Regions from separate parts of the Mus musculus genome. Here region 1 is linked to region 2. The links are chromatin contacts, called in public Hi-C maps. All regions are on one chromosome and are shown on one strand. Each heading gives the region's core, a stretch centred on a gene start, on an enhancer-like site or on the middle of the called end of the contact. The rest is flanking DNA. Distances are from core to core; before and after follow the strand shown.

Region 1 (2,700 bases), core at 189-2,688, 65 kb before region 2:
TGCAATTACAGAGAGGCAAACAGCACAGGACTCAGATCTGTTCCTCCCTTTATTTCCATTCCTACTTCTATACCTTGTAAATTCCTCCTTCTGGATTTATTGTTTGTAGTCGCACCTAAATTGGCAACCTGCACACCCCTTCCTTCCCTTCTTGGCCTGACTAAGAGCAGTGGTTTGGGCCCTGGGCCCCGTCCTGGCTCTCCCACTGCATCCGGAGCCCTGGCCCTGGTGATCTGCAGCCCTGTCCCTGTGACCGGGAGCCAACAAGATGGACATAGAACTGTTCATGCAGGATGAGCACAAACACAGAGGCATGAACACAGATACAGGGGTGGTTTCATGGTGTGCGATCCTGTTTTAGTCAGCTCTGGGCCCTGCGTGGGGCCGGGCCTCGGAGGATGAGAAGCAGGCATGGGTTAGTGAGGAACTTGTGTGCTTATGGTGGGATGTGCTCTGGTGAGAAAGACCACAGGGAACAGAAAGCATTTCATACCCATTATAGATATGTGAGCAGTTCCTGGAAGGCAAAGAAGAGCCAAGTTGAAGCATCAGACCCAGTATAGTGAGAGGCACGTTATTAAGAAGGGGGCATTAGAACTGTCTAGCTGACCGTCATACCACCACCAAATTCTAGACAGAGGGGGCCACAGATCAAGCCCATCCTCGCTATCCTGGGTTCCCTTGATTTGGGGCTTACTTGGGAGTGGGGAGAAAGGAGGTGAAAGATACTCTGGAGATCACAAAGTTGAAACCTTAATCACCCATCACCCAATGGTAATGGAGAAGACTTCAAACTTTCTGCCCCACTAGGTCAGAAGGGCAGCTGACCAGTATGCGTTCTCAGTCTTAAAAACCTGCCTTATTAGTTACTGAAGCTCAAGGAGAACAGCAGCCAGATGTTGCTGCAGCTGTTGCCAGCTCTTGATCAAATGCAATTGTATCAAACCTACCAACTAACTTGCCCATGAAGACTCGAGATCATCTGAAAGGAGTTATTTTGTCAATAGGCAATGTCTGTAAGAAGTGGGTCTCCCTAGCTACATTGTATACTTGTATGTTTAGGCTAGATAGGTTTGAGGGGCTCTGAGGGATGCTTGAGAGAATGGAGCCTGAGTTCATCCACAAAGATTTTACCTTCATCTTCAGACACGTCCAGGATCTCGTCCACCGTCTCAGGGTAGCTCATCCGGTGTTTGTCACTGACTAACTGAAAAGAGAAAGGGCGGGGGCTGGGACCCATAAGGAGCCAGGCACACTTGTTTCTGTCCTGCTACTGCCCCAAATGAGCAGCCAGGAAAGGTGATAGAAAAGATATGTTGCCAAAGAAAGCCAGGCCCAGGAGGCATTTGATCTGGAAGCTCATGCCCAGACTTCCCGTTTCCTCGCCCATTCAATTCTTTGGTCACTAGGTGGCAGTATGCCCCACCTGTAGCTAAACAGTGCCTACCAGGCGGGAGGCATTGACTTTGGGCAGTAACCCTCAGGGCCCATGGCCACAGCTGGGGTAGGGGGTGGAGACCTACCACCACACTGGTTTCATCTGTGACCACCTTGAGCACGTCTGTTACAGAGATGTAGCCCAAACGTTTGGCTATTGCCAGAGGTGTGGTTCCGTTCTAGGACAAAGGAGAGACAAGAGAGAGAGTCAGAGAGGAGAGTCTGTCTCCTGAGCACAGATCCAGTACCCTTGGATTCTTCACAAGCGCCCACAAAGACAGACTGGCCCTTGGAGCCAAGAAGAGGTATGCATAAGTATGTGATCCTTGGGGCCACAGAGATGGGACAAGGCAGGAAGGAGAATAGGACAAACTGTAAGCCCTAGGTGTTGGGTATATGGCCTTGGCATGAGAACAAGGCACCCTCCCCGCTGCCACCTGCCCCCGCTCCCAGGGCAGGCAAGCACTTCGGGGAGGAGCCAGTAAGGAAACCCCAGGATCCAGCTGGCAGAAGAGCTCAGGGAAAATTGCACAGTGCCGAAGCTTTTGTTCTCTGTGAAATCCTTCTCTGCTTGCAGAATGTGACCTGGAGTCCACGTGGCTTCAGCCCTGTGCAGACCCTCAGCAAACACTTCTACAGGCAAGGCTCTACAGCCTTCCAAGCTGGGAACAGCCTTGCAAGGTAACCCTACACACCCCCGCAAGGAGAGCAGGAAATGCATCCTGAAATCACCAAGGCTGCTAGGGGTGTCTTTGAGGCAGGCCCAAAGCACTTAAATTTGCCTACTCCTGTCATAGTGAAGGCAGCTTCAAACACACCAGAGGGTGTGTCAGCAGAAATAGGTACGAGCCAGAGGAGAGGAGGCATGGTGCTGGGAACACTATTCTACGATCACTCCAGTGTCTAAGCCTGGAATATGCAAGGCACACAGCTCTGTGCAGACCCAAGACTGTCAACAACCTATGTAGTTAGGTTGTCCCTACCCCCTGTTTCCTTTTTTCAAAGCTCAGGACTGAGGCAGGGCCTCAGAGTTGCTCTGGTTGATTCCTAAGTGAGCGCCCAGGAGATGTTAGCCTGGGAGCTGGGTGTAAGGTACCTTGGTCTTGGCATTGCCCCTTGATCTGTCTCAAACGGGACCGGGTAGGTACTCACCGAGCTGACCTCATTTGGAGAAGCACCATTCTTCAGGAGCAATGTCACAATGTCTGTGTGTCCTTGTTGAGCTGCCTGGTGCAAGGGGCTGTATCCTAGCTACGAAGGGAG
Region 2 (2,700 bases), core at 135-2,634:
CCCTTCTTCTCTGGAGTCCTCACCTCCCCACCTTTGAACTTCCATCTGCTGACCTCCATGCAGGTAGGTCTAGGCCATCCCCTACCCACAGCCAGAATCCTATCCTAAGTTTTTCTCTCATTAAAAAAAATATTAAATATATTCATTTGTTTGTTTAACCGTTGTAAGGATCTATGAGGGTGGCAGACATGTGTGTCAATGGTGCACATGTAGAGGCCAGAGAACAGCTTGTGTGAGTCAACGCTCTCCTTCTACCATGTAGGCTCCGGGGATCAGACTCACGTCATCAGGTCTGGTGGAAACCACCGTTTTATCTGGTCAGCCCCCTTTCCTCCCAGTTTTTGACACAATGCAATTACGAATCCTGGACTAACCTTAAACTTTTAGCAGTCCTCCTGCATCAGCCTCCAGAGTGTTGGGGTGACAGCATTGCTATAACTATCATAAGATCTGGCTTTCTGTTTGCCGGGGACCCTCTATTGCTCACTGTTGCTCTGACATCATTCAAACCCCCGGAAGAGCCAGGTTAGGGCCCTTGTGGGTCCCATGCTTCCTTTAAGCTCTTCTTTCTGGGCTTTGAGCTGCTCTGACATGCTAGGATTCAGAGTCTTGCTCCTTTAGTTCCCCTTCCCCTCACTCTCCAGTGCCAACATCAAATCTGCCCTTACAGCCAATTCGGGGCAACTCTCTTCTCTGACTTCCCACAGCTTCCACACACCCCCCCCCTTGCAAAAATCCCCTCTTCTGAAACTCCCAAGATGGCCGCATCTGATCTCTGGACCTCTGCCTTTGGGTGGCTGCCTTAGCTCTACTGGAAGCTCTCTATGTTTTGGGAGCCTCCATTGCAGGCCACTTCAAAGCTGCTGTACCTCTCCATGGGCCTTCTCTATCCCAGAATGCTTGAAAATTGCTTATCAGTCAGAAAAGGCCACTGAGGACTTCGAGTGAGGAACGGGGCCAAGGACTCGGGGCTGTTATGGAAGCCTGGGTGAGTGTCAGGAAGGGAAATCCAAGGAAATCCCTGCGTGCTGCCCCGGAGCCCTGAATGGACTGCGTGGAAAGGAAGCTTACTAAAATGGGGTGTTCTGAAGGCAGGCCTTCCACCCCCACCTACATCAGCTGTCAGTAATGGCTGGGAGCCCAGTGCTGTTAAACAAACAAACAAACAAACAATTATCTCCAATAAACAAAGCCAAGACATGAGCCACAACTTAAGGCTCGCCCAGGCACTGCTCACTGTGCAAACATCCTGTCTATTAAAATGCTGGTGACCAAGTTCCTGGTGCCCAAACCTCAAATGAGTGAAGCAGAGAGCAGGACTCAGCTCTATTGGCTTAAATCCTCAAGTCCCCACTAAATGTCACCCCGTGCCTGACACACCCAGTGCAATCTGCTAACACGGCTCAGTGCCTAACACCGGGTACTGCCGTGGGAGTCAGTGGCAGGTGCCCAGGTCTATGCTTCATGTGCAAAAAACCCAAGAACACTGAAAGTGAAGTGAGTGTTCAAAACTGAAGCAAACAATCCCAATGGATAGTGGAAATCCAGCCTCTATCCTCCATTCTTCACCCCATCAGGGCCGCTTTCACAAAACCGGACAAAGACTGGAGCCCTGGCAGAAGGCTAGCTTTATGGGAGTGTCCACACAGAATTAAAGCGGCACAGGGCAAGCTTTCCTTAATGAATCGACACATTTTTCAAACTCTCCATCTACATGCATGCAGAGAGGTCTTTCAGTTTAAAAACTGCAAGTATTGATTTAGCGCAAGAGATCCTGAACAGGAAGGAACCTGCTGCTGGGCGGCGCCAGAAGGGACCAGAGGTGGACAAGCAGTTATACCAGCAAAAGAAGCGAGGTTGTAGACAGTAAGTCCCATGCTGAGGGAATGAGTATTGTTTAAGGACAACAGCCATGTCACAGAGACACCTTGACACTTTGGGAGTGGCAAAGACTTCCTTGGGTGTGGCTCAGATGGATGGAAAAGCCGTCCTGGAGTCCTAGTGTAAATGCTGATAGTCTGTGCAGAAAAAGACCACCGTACCCCCACCCCCATGTGTACAGTCTGAAGACTACTGCCCTGTAGAAGCGGTTCTTACTGAGATCAAACAAACCAGCCTCCTGGCTCAGCTGTGTATAGCAACTCTGCCTCTTGGTTTGCTGTATATTACAACCCTGCCTCCTGGTTCTGCTGTGTGTAACAATCCTGCCCCCTTGTTGAGCTGTTTATAACCACTCTCCTCCTGGTTCAGCTGTATATGACAACCCTGCCTCCTGGTTTAGCTGTATGCAATAGCCGGTCTTCCTGTTCAACTGTATGTAATAAAATGCACTGTTGTTTGGGGGACCCACAGCCCAGATCACATGATCATGCTTAGCTGTGCATCCACGTTTGTCTTTTTCTCATTGTCGCTCCATCCCTGGTCAGGGTTCCAGGACCTGAGCCATGCAAAGACATAGCACAGGTTGAAGGCGCAGCTGGCCTAGTTTGTTGCAGTCAAGCCTAGTTTGTTGGTGATTCTGTTGAAAGCTTAAGGGAGCTGGACTGCCAGCTCCGAGCTAACTGATAACCCTGCATGGCAATTTGCTCACATTTGACAATGAAAAGACCAACGGCCATTGTTTCTCCCATTCTGTGCCTCTTCGGGTCCAGCTCAGAAGGTAGCCTGGCAATACTGACTGTGATGTGTTTAACCCCAGCC

Evidence for each region. Hi-C and Micro-C count contacts between places; a contact is called where the count stands out from the background.
Region 1: a contact with region 2 is called in a Hi-C map of cerebellum, with 2.3 times the contacts expected there. The contact joins two enhancer-like sites. A contact is called at or near these places in 3 of 15 datasets of contacts at CTCF or cohesin (CD8 T cells and the NIH/3T3 cell line), 45 of 484 Hi-C or Micro-C datasets (3T3-L1-derived adipocytes, the BV-2 cell line, the C3H10T1/2 cell line and 27 more), 14 of 115 datasets of contacts at active chromatin or transcription factors (T-cell acute lymphoblastic leukemia, bone marrow-derived macrophages, embryonic fibroblasts and 7 more) and 4 of 9 other capture datasets (adipose tissue, liver, macrophages and 1 more).

The regions. Positions count from the first base shown.
Region 1 is chr8:23,108,164-23,110,863 of GRCm38.p6, reverse strand. It overlaps Ank1 (ankyrin 1, erythroid), which reads right to left. Exons shown (of 44, transcript NM_001110783.3): 20 at 2,590-2,688; 21 at 1,524-1,616; 22 at 1,135-1,207; 23 at 494-517. Among named protein-coding and RNA genes, the nearest start is that of Mir486, 33 kb to the left of the region's middle. Within about 2 kb of position 1,438, at least 13 of the 459 cell types and tissues checked have an H3K27ac peak or open chromatin away from gene starts, as enhancers often do. A contact at or near this core is called in cerebellum, where this site is marked.
Region 2 is chr8:23,042,660-23,045,359 of GRCm38.p6, reverse strand. The region is part of intron 1 of Ank1 (ankyrin 1, erythroid); the gene reads right to left. Among named protein-coding and RNA genes, the nearest start is that of Gm51563, 6.9 kb to the right of the region's middle. Within about 2 kb of position 1,384, at least 13 of the 459 cell types and tissues checked have an H3K27ac peak or open chromatin away from gene starts, as enhancers often do. A contact at or near this core is called in cerebellum, where this site is marked.